2 separate regions of the Danio rerio genome follow, and region 2 is linked to region 1. The links are chromatin contacts, called in public Micro-C maps. All regions are on one chromosome and are shown on one strand. The core of a region is the stretch at or near the end of the contact, and the rest is flanking DNA. Distances in the headings are between cores, read along the strand shown. Region 1 holds the start of ehmt1b (euchromatic histone-lysine N-methyltransferase 1b). Region 2 holds the start of noc4l (nucleolar complex associated 4 homolog).

What was found. A called contact is a pair of places that touch in the nucleus more often than the background predicts.
Region 2: a Micro-C map of caudal fin shows a contact between it and region 1, with 2.9 times the contacts expected there. The contact joins the promoter of noc4l here to the promoter of ehmt1b in region 1. A contact is called at or near these places in 2 of 18 Hi-C or Micro-C datasets (caudal fin and an unstated tissue).

The regions. Positions count from the first base shown.
Region 1 is chr21:16,092,550-16,100,048 of GRCz12tu, reverse strand. It overlaps ehmt1b (euchromatic histone-lysine N-methyltransferase 1b), which reads left to right and starts at 4,065. Exons shown (of 27, transcript NM_001172564.1): 1 at 4,065-4,125. The coding sequence starts at 4,105.
Region 2 is chr21:16,230,050-16,237,548 of GRCz12tu, reverse strand. noc4l (nucleolar complex associated 4 homolog) reads left to right here and starts at 5,587. Exons shown (of 15, transcript NM_001024397.1): 1 at 5,587-5,746; 2 at 5,850-5,970; 3 at 6,408-6,514. The coding sequence starts at 5,606. pus1 (pseudouridine synthase 1) reads left to right here. Exons shown (of 6, transcript NM_001008603.2): 3 at 1,168-1,305; 4 at 1,741-1,843; 5 at 2,389-3,074; 6 at 4,907-5,039. The coding sequence ends at 4,939.

The sequences.
Region 1 (7,499 bases), core at 2,816-5,315:
TACCTGAGTATTGTTGCTGACCATGTCCATCCCTTTATGACCACAGTGTACCCATCTTCTGATGGCTACTTCCTGCAGGATAATGCACCTATCAGGGATCATCCTCCAACTTTCATCAGGATTTATCAGGTAAAAGTATCATCCTAGAAGCTTTTCAAGAACGTTATTGTAAGATCGATTTATTTATTTTTTTAGCAATATTATTAGAACATTTGAGTAAGCAATACACTAAAGACATTCAAAAATGTTGCTCTAAGATTGTTTTTCTATTAATGTAACAAAGAATGTTCCAAAGAAAATTTTATTAATGTTACACAACTTTTAAGAAATGTTACTAAATATTCTGGGAGCGTTTCATGTTAGCTGGGTAAGTATGTAAAATAAAATAAAAATGTTTTATTTGTATCAGTACAACTTTTTTTTTTTACCCATGTCCCACTTAAGAATCAATGATTTGGTGACATGAAGAGAAAATCACACAGAACACGTTCTAATGCTGCTAATATATTTTCACGCTGGTTGAGAGCAAGTATTAGCACATTTTAACTGCTTGTTGCTAACATATTTTAGCATTAATTGCTAAATCTGTTTTATATGTTTTAATGAACTAATATGTTTTAACAGCATGCTTCTTAGCACACTTTACCATGTTGCTAGCATGTAGTTATGCGATGAATGGATGGATGAATGGTTACTACACTGCTATAAGGAATTAGCTCATCAACTGTATCTTATCAGCATATTGAAATATGTTGAAGACAGAATTATTAGCCCCCCTGGACCAGCATTGAAACCAGCATACCAGCGTCAAGACATACCTTTTTTTCAGCCGGGATGTTTTAATGAACTTGTTTTAACAGCATGATTCTTAGCACATTGCAATTTTTTAAGCACTGTGTTAGGCTAATAGATAGATAGATACCCTGCTGAAAAATCCAGCTAAAACCAGCCTAGGTTGATTGGCTGGTTTTAGCTGGTCAACCATGGATGGATGGATGGATGGATAGATAGATAGATAGATAGATAGATAGATAGATAGATAGATAGATAGATAGATAGATAGATAGATAGATAGATAGATAGATAGATAGATAGATAGATAGATAGATAGATAGATAGATAGATAGATGGCACATTAACACGAATTATTGTTATTAGCATGTAGCTAGTATGATTAGCATGTTTTATTGTGAATTCACATGTTAACAGAAATGTGGTATTAATTAGCATATTGCTAACATGTTTCCGGTAAGAATTGTCATGCTGCTAGCATGTTTCTAGTATGAATTAGCATGATTCTTGAGAGTGAAGCCAAAACTAAAAACACATAAGGATAACTGTCTGTTGTGTAGCACTTAATGTACTTCTTTATTTTGACATAAGGTAAATATAAGGAATAAAACTTAGAACAGCGTTGATGTCCTGGTGCTCGATGTAATTCTCATGGAGCATTTTTCAGAATGGCATGAGAAGGAAATAAGGGGTAAAAGATCAAGGAGACCAGCTTCACCCCAGAACTGCCTGCTGCCTCTTTCCTGTTGCCATAGAAACTGATCCCAATCCATCATTATCACTGTGTTACACGAGGACATGGACATTGGGTGTGTAGTCTGGATGGATGGCACACACTCTGAAAGAGAAGAAATGGGTTTGGAGAATGTTTATGGGTGGCCTGAAATAAATTTCTTCTGCATATGCCGATTTTGTGGTCTTGGCTGCGCTCATGGCTGGTTTCAGAGTGGTTTTATAGACATGATTCTAATATTATTTATTTATGTACAATTATCAAGGGTGAGCAGTGTACAAATTAAAAAATAAGCATTGAACCATTTGTTGATAAATCTGGCCTGAAAGATTGGTTTATGAGACTGAGGTTATGTTCACATATAAAATTTGGCTCTCTTGATTAATTTGGTCCATACTATTTAGTCCTGGTTTGCTTAGAATTCATGCTTTAAAGCACAAGTCTCAAACTCACTTCCTGGAGGGCCGCAGCTCTGCACAGTTTTGCTCCAACTGATCCAACACAGCTGATCCAACAAATCGTGGTGTTGAAAAGATTCATGAGTTGGATCAGCTGTGTTTGTTCAGGGTTGGAGCAAAACTGTGCAGAGCTGTGGCCCTCCAGGAATCGAGTCAGACTTATGCTTTAAAGACTAAAGCTGTGGTCCTACTAGAGTTTGCGTGTGCGGAATTCTGTTGTACAGCACTGCGATAAGGGATGGAGTCCATGTTTTAAATTTCTGTTAAGAGAGGTCATGTTTTGATCTTCGATTGGTCTCACACAGGCACATGATACGATTTCACATGTCAGAGTTCACCAAGCTTGAACTGCAACGCAATGAACTGTGAAACTTGTCACACGAACTTGCGTTTTCGGTCTGACTGATTATAAATGGAAGTCTATGGGGAGAAAAGTGACTGCAGCTTAAACCTATAGAAAATTAAAGCAGCTTTTATGACATAATTTACTGAACTTCTGAATCAATATTGTGTGTAGTGGGTTGTGTTCATGTACAGTACATGTTAATTCTTATCAAATGAAATATGTCACGTGCAGATGACCATGTGTTTAAAGCAGATCTGCTTATTTTAACCAAATTTGTCAAGCGTCAACACACCCTGAATGAGTCTGAACAGTGGAGTCAACACATCTTTAAAATTTGACACAAAACTGAATCAATGAATCAATGAACCACTGAGGGCCAGATATAATCTCTTTTCCTATTTCTGCACAGAGTTTTGTAAAAAAAATAAAATAAAATCTGTGGATTCATGCTGAATGATTTTTAAATTGGAAGACCTGAAAACACATAAAAATATAATAACTTTTATGTAAAGTTCACAATTAAAATCTAATTAGAAACACTTATTTGGTTGACAAAGCTAGAGGTCTCTTTTATACGTCTAATACATCCACTGAAAGACAGAAAATATTAATTTACTAAAAAGTATTATACAAAAGTTTTCTTAATATTTGAATATTATTCATAATACTAATCTTATTATGAAAAGTGGAAACATATATATTTACAGTAGCCCAAATAAATAGATTGAATGATGGGCTGGAATTTCTGCGTAATAGTATGTGGATGCAGTCTTTATATTGCAAGCTGAGATTGCATCTCTCATCGATGCATTGTCAGACACAATGCACTCAATAGAGCTAGTGACGCCACTGTGACGGGTAGGGTTAGGGGTGGGGTTAGGTGAGCCCATTAAAAAGCATTGCATGCAGCTCAGATTGCATCTGCACCATGGCCGGAATCTGCGAATTTTTGCAAGTGCAGATTTTATATGGGCTTAAAAACATATTTTCAGACATGTCTGATTCCAAATCAAGAACAGATGATTGAGTTTGTAATTTAATATAGGATATTATTTATTTTAATTAACATCATGTATTTTAGTTTGTATTAACACTTCAAAATTGCTACACTGTAAAAAAATATATGAGCAATTAGTCCTGACAGCATGTGTTTTAGTTCATTTTACTTATTTAAGTTGATCATGTTTTAACTTAATTTTAATTTTAAGTTATGCAAGCTGTTTTAAGACAGTTTAACATAAGTTCAATGAACTCATAATGTTGTTTTGATTCAGCTTAAAAATGTAAGGCAACCAGGATTTTTTACAGTGTAATAATACAATTAGAGACGTCTGTACTACACGTTATTTGTAAATCTCGGAGTCTCATAACAAGAAAGCAATTAAAACTTATAAAGCATGTGCTTTATTTAATATTCTGCATTAATTTGTATTATTTTTTCATGTGCCCCCTTTCTTTCTCATTGTCTTTCCTTTATAAAATTGTGACATTTCACTTGTTGCAAAAAAAGTAACATTTGCTTTGCATGTACCGTACTTCAATCTGTTTGCATTTCTATCTGCCTATTTTTGCAATAAAAAAAACATTGATGGTAAGCAATTGTCTGCATGTAGATGGCGTCAAAGCGTAACACACGAATCGCTGTTAATTCTTTGAAGCAGTTCAAAAGAACCGATTCTTGGAAATGAGCTGGGAATTCACTACTCCACATAGCTCGGAACAAAAATGAATCAGTGACGTGTGCGTGAGTGGGCGGGGTCTCAGGCTGAGGAGCCATGGCTTCAATGAAAACTGAGGTAAGAGCAGAGCAGCGATTCCACATTTTAACTTTGCTCATCTGTGTTATCGTTATGCTTTACTCAATTTGACACAGTTACTGATTGATAGACCTTTTGAGGCACCTATAGCAGCCGGGTGATCTTCCAGCGGCTCTCCCGGGCAGGTTTCCGTAACGAGTCTTTCAAAGAGCCCGCCTGTCGGTCTGTTTCGATGCGAAAGCTCGGTGCTTTTGTGCGAGCAAGTGCGAGTGAAGCTTTGTGAAGGCAAATAATGGGGCGGCCTCTTCATTTTTTGCAGTGCGGCTGCTGTTGCCTGGAAACCTGAATACATCCGTACTGTGCTGCTAGTTTACGGCAAGGTGATTGTTATGCTGGTTCCGGGGCTCTATCCGGCTTCAGATGCTGCTGTGGTGTTATCGTAAATACAACACTAGTGCACATTATATTATTGTACATCAGCCACAAATGATTCCCTTCGCTGCTCGGACAAACACCGAGCCCGCTGTACTCTTGTGTTTGGGAATATTTAAGAGATACCTGTAGTTTGCAGCGTGGCTCGTGCAGGAAGCTGTGGCTAAGGCTACTTGGTGCTAAAGCAGTTGTCAACATCAGTGATATTGGGTTAAAATGAAGTTATATGATGCATATATATGTAAACGTATGTAAAATTATTTTTATTGACGTGTGCTTTCCTGGAAAGGTGTAGTGTGATATCCTTGGATAAAAAGAGACCCTTTTATGTAGTAATTTTGAAATCTGAAAAGTTCTTAATGTAAATTTGCTTTATAAATAGTGCATATATATATATATATATATATATATATATATATATATATATATATATATATATATATATATATATAGTAAGCAAATAAAGCATCTGATTTAATCGTGTATGATATTTCACAAGTTCTGTAGTTGTGATTTATTTATTTTTGTCCAGAGGCACGTTAGCGGATCTAATTCTTAGTTGATTTACATTTGATCTAATGAATAATTTCATATTATTATATAAACTATTAATTAAGTATTGTACATATTTAAATAGGGTGTCATTTTGACAGGAGTAGCCACTTTAGGAAGTCTCATAGGAATAGGCATTCAGAAATGTTGTGACTGTATATTAGATTATTAGATTATTTTAAAAGCCTTGCAGTTTTATTTATGACATAAATGTTTGTTTTGCATTTTAACTAATTCTTAATAGACGGAAAACTTTAAGGTAATCAAACACACAACCATGCTTATTTGTTGGAGTGAATCTGCAAATGTTAACCGACAGGGGGAGCCTTGTGATTGAGTCTACAAGTATTTTTGTTGGATGGTATGAGGAAAAGTATGGTGTGGTGGAAGACTGTATGTCACTCAATGTTGGGGGTAATGCATTACAAGTAACGCGAGTTACTTAGCAATTAGTTTTTTAAGTAACGAGTAAAGTAACTTATTACTTAAATTAAAATGAGTGTAATCACATCTAAGTACACTCAATGAGAAAATGAGACAGAAACCAATATGACACAGCCTTACATTTCTGTCCTCATAGTTTTGAACACATGGAAGAAAAGGAGATGGTCTCAATGGACAGTGATTTTACGGAACAAGATGCACATTGCTTTCAACTTTATTTAATTTGCATATATGGCATGTATAGTGTCATGAAGTTCTCAGAAGGTACCATTATTCTAATTTTTTTATTAGAGTTTTTAAGTGATAAAGGTGTAGGTTATACAGTGTTTATTAAATGCAGCGCTCCTCTATTAAAAAAAAAAACCCTGCAAGCTCTGAAAGAGATCAAACCTCAGGTAGGTATGAAAGTAACTCAAAAGTACAGTAATGCATTACTTACTATACAAAGTAACGCAACTAGTTACTTTTTGGGGAGTAACTCAGTATTGTAATGCATTACTTTCAAATGTAACTTTCTCCAACACTGATGTCACTGTTTTTGTAAAGTATTTTTTCCCAAGAGTTTAAAAAACCAAGCTTTTGTAATGAAGTTATTGACGAATGTTGCTATATTGCTTTTAATCCATCATAATTCCATTTTTATTGACTTGAGCATTGAGACTCCATGAATTTGCGCTTACATTAATGACTGGATCCATTGATTGACTCAAGCTGACCTTTGTTTTAAAATGTTTTTGTGTCTCGTATAAGTATTCTGTGTAGGCAGACTTTGGCCAAATGCCTGTCTATGCCCTAAGTGGGTGAAAAACATTCATTGTGAAACAAAAACTTGAAAACGTCTTTGGTTAAACCTTATGAAACTCAAATCATCCAAGAGAAAATGGTAATCTTTAGTCCTTTAGCAATTAGATTTTCAATGAAAGGCGTTGTTAACAAAAGTGAGCATTTTAAGACCCACACTCACCAAAACTGACTTTAAAAAAATCACTGTAATGATAAACATTAGCATCCACAACATTAATTATTAGACATTTTCTCCACAGTTTTTGGTGTCTGTCAATTTAAAGTCTAAATGTAATAAAAATGAACAATAATTATTTTACTAGTGCTTTAAGCACAAATTGTTAGTCGTAAATCATATTCTTAACTATGTGCTTTGCGGGACTGCTACACATTTTTTCCCATGATAAATGTTTTGTCCAACCATGCATGATGGCAATGCTTAATTTTAGAAACCGTTTCTATTTTTGTGATGTCCCGGCTGAACAACAGCATAAACTAGTGGGACAGTAATAACCTCAGGTGCTTTTTATTTGCTTAATTCAGTGTTAAATGTTACCAATGTAAGTTAAAATTCCAATTTATGTGACATTTTTTGGCATACTGTTAGCGCCAACAGGTAGTTTACCTCAGATCTATGAAAAAACAAACAAACAAACAAACAAACTAGGGAACATACAGTTTAAACATGATACTTAGAAATGTGACTTGCGCAAAAACAAATTCCCACTTCCTTCTCAATATTTAATTTCATTCAGAAATACATCATCATACTGTAATAAAAGTGTGGTGCAACTTCCATTTTACACGCACTTTAAATGATCAAGATAGTGTTTTTCTGTGCCATTAACATCCAATTAACTTACATTTAACAAACTAACAGGATTGGCAAGAGATTGGTAAAGATTGGCTTTGTGCTTTTTTACTTCACACCAAACTTACTATTTCATGTGGTAAATGTAAATACTTTCTCTTTGTGCATTTAAACAGTGTCCTCTAATGTTTGAGATTTGGGTCATTTGGCAGAGAGGAGATGGCTTGAGTATCTACTCTGCAAAAGCAGTCCAGATAGATGTTTTATTTTCGACTGCTTCTCAAGGTGGACACGCTTAAAATTGTATTTAGCATTGATCAGATAAAAAAAAGCATCTTTTTTAATACCAGGATTAAATAGGGCAATTGCTGTATATAACCTCTTTTATAGC
Region 2 (7,499 bases), core at 4,338-6,837, 140 kb before region 1:
GGAAACAACACATCCATTTGACCCATACTGTTGCAATATATGACAGAATAAATTTTAGTAATGCTTTTTTTAAATTGTGTATTTGCTTAAATACTCGCTGATTCATTAGAAAAACTGAATGTAATGAAAGATATATACATAATATCAGTGGTGTAAAGGTAACAAATTACAAATACTCAAATTACTGTAGCAAGTAAAATAATCTGTCCTGTAATTTCCATCCAATCAAATCACTTGTTGAAAAATAGCATCATACAGAACAACCTCAAGAAATGGGTGTTTCATAAACACAGCAAATAAGTACAGCGTGGAAGCTTTAAAAGTGTCCAAGAAGACACACAATTATTGCACACAATCACTGAGAGACTGTTTAGATCAGGGGTGGCCAACCCTGTTCCTGGAGAGCCACCTTCCTGCAGAATTCAGTTCCAACCCATATCAAACACCTGAACCAATTAATTAGGACCTGAACACCACGTGATAATTACAGGCAGGTGTGTTTGATATGGGTTGCAACTGAAATCTGCAGGAAGGTGGCTCTCCAGGAACAGGGTTGGCCACCCCTGGTTTAGATGAGGATGAAGTAGTCTACTGTGTGAGGACTAAAATGACCTTAAACAATAACTAAAATCACTACAGATTGTATTATGTTTTTACACAAACGCACAAATTGCATGTAAAAGCATTAAGCTTTCACAGTGTAATACTCACTATTCTTGAGTACTTTTAAAAGGGCTGTTTTTACTAATACTTTGGTTAATGTTCACAGCAGATACTTTTACTCTACTTGCACTACATTTTGGGGCAAGTAATGGTATTTTTTATTGAGTATGATTTTTCAGTACTCCTTCCACCACTGCATAGTATGAAGAAGATAAATAAAGGTAAAATTGGTTAGTCTTTAATTAGATATTTATATAGAGCTTTTTTATATTCAATAAATGAATCTTGTTCTAAATTCAGGTTTATGAACTGCTGTTACACTGAATGTCTTTGAAGTGGTTTGTCTTGTCGTTAAAATGTTGGTTATATGATATTGTTTTTTGCTCAGATTTTTTTAAAAAGGGACATATGCTGTTGTATATCAAATGAACACATTTTTTATTGTTAATCTCGATTCTCTTTTTATATTTCACCCTTTTAATAATAGCAATCCTTTTCGTTTAGAGAAATGCAAGAAACTCACAGTTCAAAACGATTGAGGATGAACTGGTTACAGCTCTTGTTGGAGCCAGATGTATCCCTGAAGGCCATGCAGAAGAGATGAAGAAGATGTCTTTCCAGAGGAGTGCACGAACTGATAAGGTGAAGACTTTAATTTTTTAAAGAATATATTAAATCCATTTATTTTAGTGAACGTTATCGTACAGTTGTTTTACTTGAAATAAGCTATATGTTAAAATAGTTGCATTATCATTTACTTTACTGTAATTATGTAATTTATATAACAAAAATAAAAATTGGTTGAAAAAAAATATGAAAAAAATAATAGTATCCCAATGTTACTAAAATGATGCTGATTATATATATTTTATTTTATATATATATATATTTTTTATACTTTCAGAAATGTTTTGAAAATTGGACATTTTAAAATAATAAAATTAAAAATATAAGAATTGTATTTAAAAAAAATAAAATAAAAGCAATTAGCAAATAAATACTAACATTTTATCAATTTTAAAATATTAACCGAAACGATATACCACAATAACTCATGTCCTCTCGTTGCATTGACAGGGTGTTTCTGCTGTTGGTCAAGTTGTTTCCCTGAAGGTGTGGATGATTGAGAACATCCTGGAGAAAATCAATGCTCATCTGCCACCGCAAATCAGAGTTTTAGGTTGAGATTCTTTTTGCATATTTACTGTAAAATGCCATTTCTTTATTGTTATTCTATTACTCCGTGAATATTTGTAGTTTTTATTTGATAATTTTCAGTTTAATTTGTACTTTTTAGTTATTTGTAGTAGAGCTGGGCCGATTAACAATATTTTATCAAATCAAGATAAAATTTATGTCAATAACAATGATAAGCTCTGCACTTTTTACTCTACGGTGATCTAAAAGCCAATCACACAGCAGAAATGCGCAACAATGGGAATCTAAAAGTGTGTTAATATTAGAAATGCATCAAATTTTCTTCCTCCTGTGAGGCGACATTACTAACCACTGAGTCACCATGTCACCCTTTGTTTTATGTTCAGTTCAATTAAATTTGTCAACCAATTATCTTAACTAAATTGATTTGGGTTGGGACAACAGGAATTAATTATGTGGAACCCTGCATTTTTTACAGCGATCATTCTTTTTAACTGTTTTAGCTAGCAAAAACAAAAGCTGACCAACATCTCCATGTCATATTTTTAACTCTTCTCAAACTTCCAGGTTGCAAAAGAGTCACCGGTGGCTTCAATTCCAAAAACAACTGCTACGCCCGCACCTATTCCTACATGCTGCCCACTGTGGCCTTCTCCCCGAAAGACTATAACCAGGAGGACACGTCTTTCCGTCTGACCTCAGACACCCTTCAGACGGTCAACCGGCTATTCGGCCTGTACAAAGGCACCCACAACTTTCACAATTTCACCTCGCAGAAGGGCCACCGGGACCCCAGTGCCATGCGCTACATCACCCACATGTCCTGCGGGGAGCCATTCATCAGGAAAGACGTTGAATTTGCCGTCATCACAGTCCGAGGCCAGAGCTTTATGATGCACCAGATCCGCAAGATGATCGGCCTCGTGATCGCTGTGGTTAAAGGATACGTGGATGAAGGGGTGATAGAGAAGAGCTGGGGAGAGGAGAAAGTTGGTGTTCCCAAAGCTCCGGGGCTCGGGCTGGTGCTGGAGCGGGTGCATTTCGATGGCTACAACAAACGTTTCGGAGGAGATGGCATTCACGAGACTCTTGAATGGACCGAGCAGGAAGAAGCCATTGCGGATTTTAAGGAAAAGCACATATATCCTACTATCGTGGACACCGAGCTCAATGAGAAGTCAATGGTAAATTGGATGACGTCGCTGTGTATTCATGATTTCGAAGAGACGGCCACAGGAAATCAAGACCGCAAAGTGGGTATTTTATCACAGTTGTAGTATATATTATTATGCAGTATAAATTTTTTGACTTTTTGCCTTGCAGTTTTGACTATTTTTAAGACAAATTCAAGTTTTTAAATCTGACAACTTTGACTTTTTTTGCTGGCAGTTGTAAGTTATGGGCTCTTTTTTAACGATCTAGGCACAAAGTCTAAAGCGCATGGTGCAAAAGCATTATAGCTGTGTCAGAATCCCCTTTTGCTATTTTAAGGGTGGAAAAATATGCTTGCATCAGTAGCGTCACGCTATGGCACAATTGCTGTTTACATGGCGGACTTTGTAAGTGAAACAACCGAATGCTTCACTAGCGAGAAAACAGTTAGGCAGACCATCTGTGTGAGGATAAAGAATGAGCCTCCTCCATTGAGCCTCTTAACTTTCTCTTTACTTTTACTCTTTATTTTACTCATTGACTTTCGTGGATTAAGGAAACGGTGTTGTATGCACTTAACTGAAGACATCCATTAGCCTACATATTTAATATCGTTGTTTAAGTGCATTTTGTTTCAAAACGATTTCTAAATTCAGTTCTATTTTCCAGCAAACGAATAAATTAACAATAATAATGAAGTGTGGTCAAGTTATATCCAACCACACGTCTTATTCATATCCTCCATATACGCATACATCTTCAAAACCTGACAAGTGGACAAATAAAAACTTGTTTTTATCAAAACGAATATAAATATGCATAAAATAAATAATACTGCTAATAATGATAACATTATTATAACAGAGTGGCACAAATTGATTTGCTATTTAAACCAGGGGTGACCAACCCTGTTCCTGGAGATCGACCTTCCTGCAGATTTCCGTTGCAACCCATATTAAACACACCTGCCTGTAATTATCAAGTGCTGTACAGGTCCTAATTAATTGATTCAGGTGTGTTTGATCAGGGTTTGAGCTGAACTCTTTAGGAAGGTCGATCTCCAGGAACAGGGTTGAACACCCCTGATTTAAACAGTGTGGTGCAAAACGTGAAAATTACAGTTGCACTGATCTGAAAATAGCAACAAATCACGCAAAACACGTCTTGCGCCTTATTGCGTCGGGTGTATGATAGGGCCCCATATCTTGCACATCTGCAATAACTTTTTTTTTTTTTTTTCAGATTTTGAGTTTATATTTTTGAAATTTTTTAGAATTGTCATTTGCATTTCTCTATTCTGATTTAGTTTTAATTCTAAGTTTTTATCTTGCGTAAACTTGCAAATTCTTAAACTTGCAATTTCTTTATACTTCTAAAATTCTTATACTTGCACTATTTTTCTTAGAATTGCGACTCTATTTCTTGCATTTTGACTTCATGAAAATAAGATTGGTGATCTATTTACTTGTAATTGTGTGATAACGTTACAGCACAAAGAAAAATATTCTAAATTGTGAGCTATTAACTTGAAATTTTGAGATTAAAAACATGCTAAGAAATAACTTTTTGAAAGGATGTAGAAACGTCAAATGAAAATGGTACATTAAATCTGTATGCCATTAGGTGATGGTAAGTAACTGTTAAAATTACTTTTGGATTATTTGTTTTAGAATCTAGATATCTGGTCAAAATCATTCATCCAGAAATGAAACAAGTCTTCATTTAACCAAACTTAAGTTTTAGAATGCAGTCACGTTTGGTCAATGTTTTTGAATAGACTTCTTTTTGATTAATGTCTTGTGGAATAATCTTGATCTCATCATTTTAAACAAAAGAGAAGTATTCTTAATTGATCCAGAGTATATTTTGTCCTAATGTGTACAATATATCATGAATTATTCACTATTTATAAGTTGCTTTTTTTTGTCCTCAGGATGATGACGAAGATGGAAATGCATCTGACTAAACCAAAGGAAACGGTTCTCCTTTTTTTGTTTTACTTTTGTGAGAATTCAATTCCTAAGTTTGCATTATTATAATTCTGAAATAAAAAAAGCTTTTATTAAGACTCCTTTGTTTAATTTTGTGTTCAACGATAACAGTTTGGTAATGTTAAGAGGTTTTGTTCTTTTTGATGACAACGAAGCCAAATCAATTACTGTAGTCACCTTTAAGTATTTATCTATTTATTTTATTATATATGCATGTATGTATGTTGTTGTTGTTGTTGTTGTTTTTACAATATACAAATGGAAATTAGACCCTAAATTTGTACTAAATAAAAAAATGCATTGCTATGTAACCACAAACAATTCTGATTGGTCCAACGTCATGGGCGCTGTAAAAAGGAACAGGTGTCACACGAAAACAGAAGAGGAGTCTGCTCAATAATCATTTACACTGAAGAAAAACATTTTATGGGCTTAGTTTATTCTTAAAAAAATACCCCGTTAGAATTTCAAACGTATTCGTTTAAATTAAAATGAGGCGTTCTAAAAAAATTCTTCTCACGTTCTAACCACAGTCTATGGTTCTAGCAGCTTAATTCATTTCAATGGCAAAACAGCAGCTGACCACTAGAGGCGACATAACCTTTTGACATGAACGCACACCAGAAACACGTGAAACCATCATGGCGCCGTCCGGGGACAGCAACGTGAAAGAACATAACAACCAGGTTTCATATAAGAAAGCTATAAATACTAAAACAGATCTTATACTTCAAAACAAAAAACATGCCAACGATATATTCGACGTTATTGAATATTTGCAGGTCTGTGCTTTTTTTAATCTCAGAGGAATTCAACACATTTTGTAAAGTTCTTTGAATTAACTCTAACGTTACTTTCTATATAAACATGCGTTTCTTATTGCAGTCCGAAAAGGAAAAAGAAATCATTTTTGCCACTAACGCGTGCAGTAAGATCTTCTGTGAGCTGATAGAGAGAGGAGATCTGTTTGTTGGTGAACTGCCCAAAGAAGAAGATCTCGCGCAAGGTAAATAAATACCCGTTTTAGTTTTACCTCAGATGATGTATACTGAGTTAATTTGACTGTCCAGTGAACCGATTACCAGTTTACCAAGGGCAAAGATTACATATAGCTCACTGCATTAGATGTACGATTTTGGTCCTTCATCAAATGAATGTTGCAAATGACATAATGTAGACAAAACATTAAAAACAAAGTTCATTAATTGTTTCACATGAATATAAATATAATACATTATTATATCATGACACAGTTGTTTTGGTATTTCTGTAATCAACAGCGTTTTGATATTACTGTCGCCCTGAATGTCACTTTGGGTGGTCTCCTCCGTAAACCATGATTCATGTGTACCTAATTTACTCTTACAAAACAATAACAACTATATATTATAGTAGGCGCATATTATTGGTATTAATATTAATATTGATTGATTTTAATTTCAGGTGATCGCAGTGCTGAAGAGAAATATCATATATTTATGAGACACCGTTACAACAGCTGCGTGGAACTAATGCTGGAAAATGTGAGCCATGAATCTTTCCAAGTCAAGGTGACTAAATTGTGTGTATTCTTTATATTCATGATGACAATTGTTCTTGTTATCAGTATTTATATGTAGATCTAATTCCAGGATGTCTTTGCGGGGTCTTAAAATGTCTTAAATATCAAAAACTAAAATTTAGGCCTTAAAAAGTTAAAAATTTGCAGAAATATTAACTTGTAGGTCTTAAATCATTTTAAACGGGTCTCAATTTTCCAATGCTCCTGTAAAGCTGCCCAATCTTTAGGTCTAACCAGTAGTGCAATAGCAGCAATGCATGATATAGGTATAAGTTATAAAGTGCAGTTATAGAAAAACGGTGGGTAATATTTACAGATGAATGTACTATATATTGTATTAGCTATGAACAGAGATGAACAATGATAAATATATGTACAGGTTGCTGTTAATAATCAGAAGTGTGCAGATAGATATAAACATAATTACAAATGTATATGTACAATGGGTATATACAATTCAAAATGAATTGAATGAATCAGTGCAATGTAGTGTGATGAATGTGCAATTTTTAAATGTGCAAATATTAAATAGTGCAGTGATTATGGAGAGTATATGTTATGAGGGGGCAAAAGAGTCTGTGGGGGGACACAGTTCAAAAGGGAGACAGTTCTGGGGAAAGGGAGACAGTCTGCTGGTTTTGACTGGCGGAGCCTGAAGCGCATGCCAGAAGGCACAATTCTATTGAACAATATGGTTCCTGACATTAACAATTTTAAGTTCTCCATGTATGTACAGACCATATCTGGTGAGAACACTGACCTGGAAATACTTGCACATTTTGTTCATTGTAGTTTTTAAAGCTTGTTAAAGAAAAGTATGGATGGTTTGCTTGTTTTGACACATTATTCAAGTAATTAGAATTTGTTTTTTGACACACACACACACACACACACACACACACACGCACACACACACATACAAACAAATATATATCTCACAAATAGGAAGTGTCTCTTTGCCATATGTTTCTTTT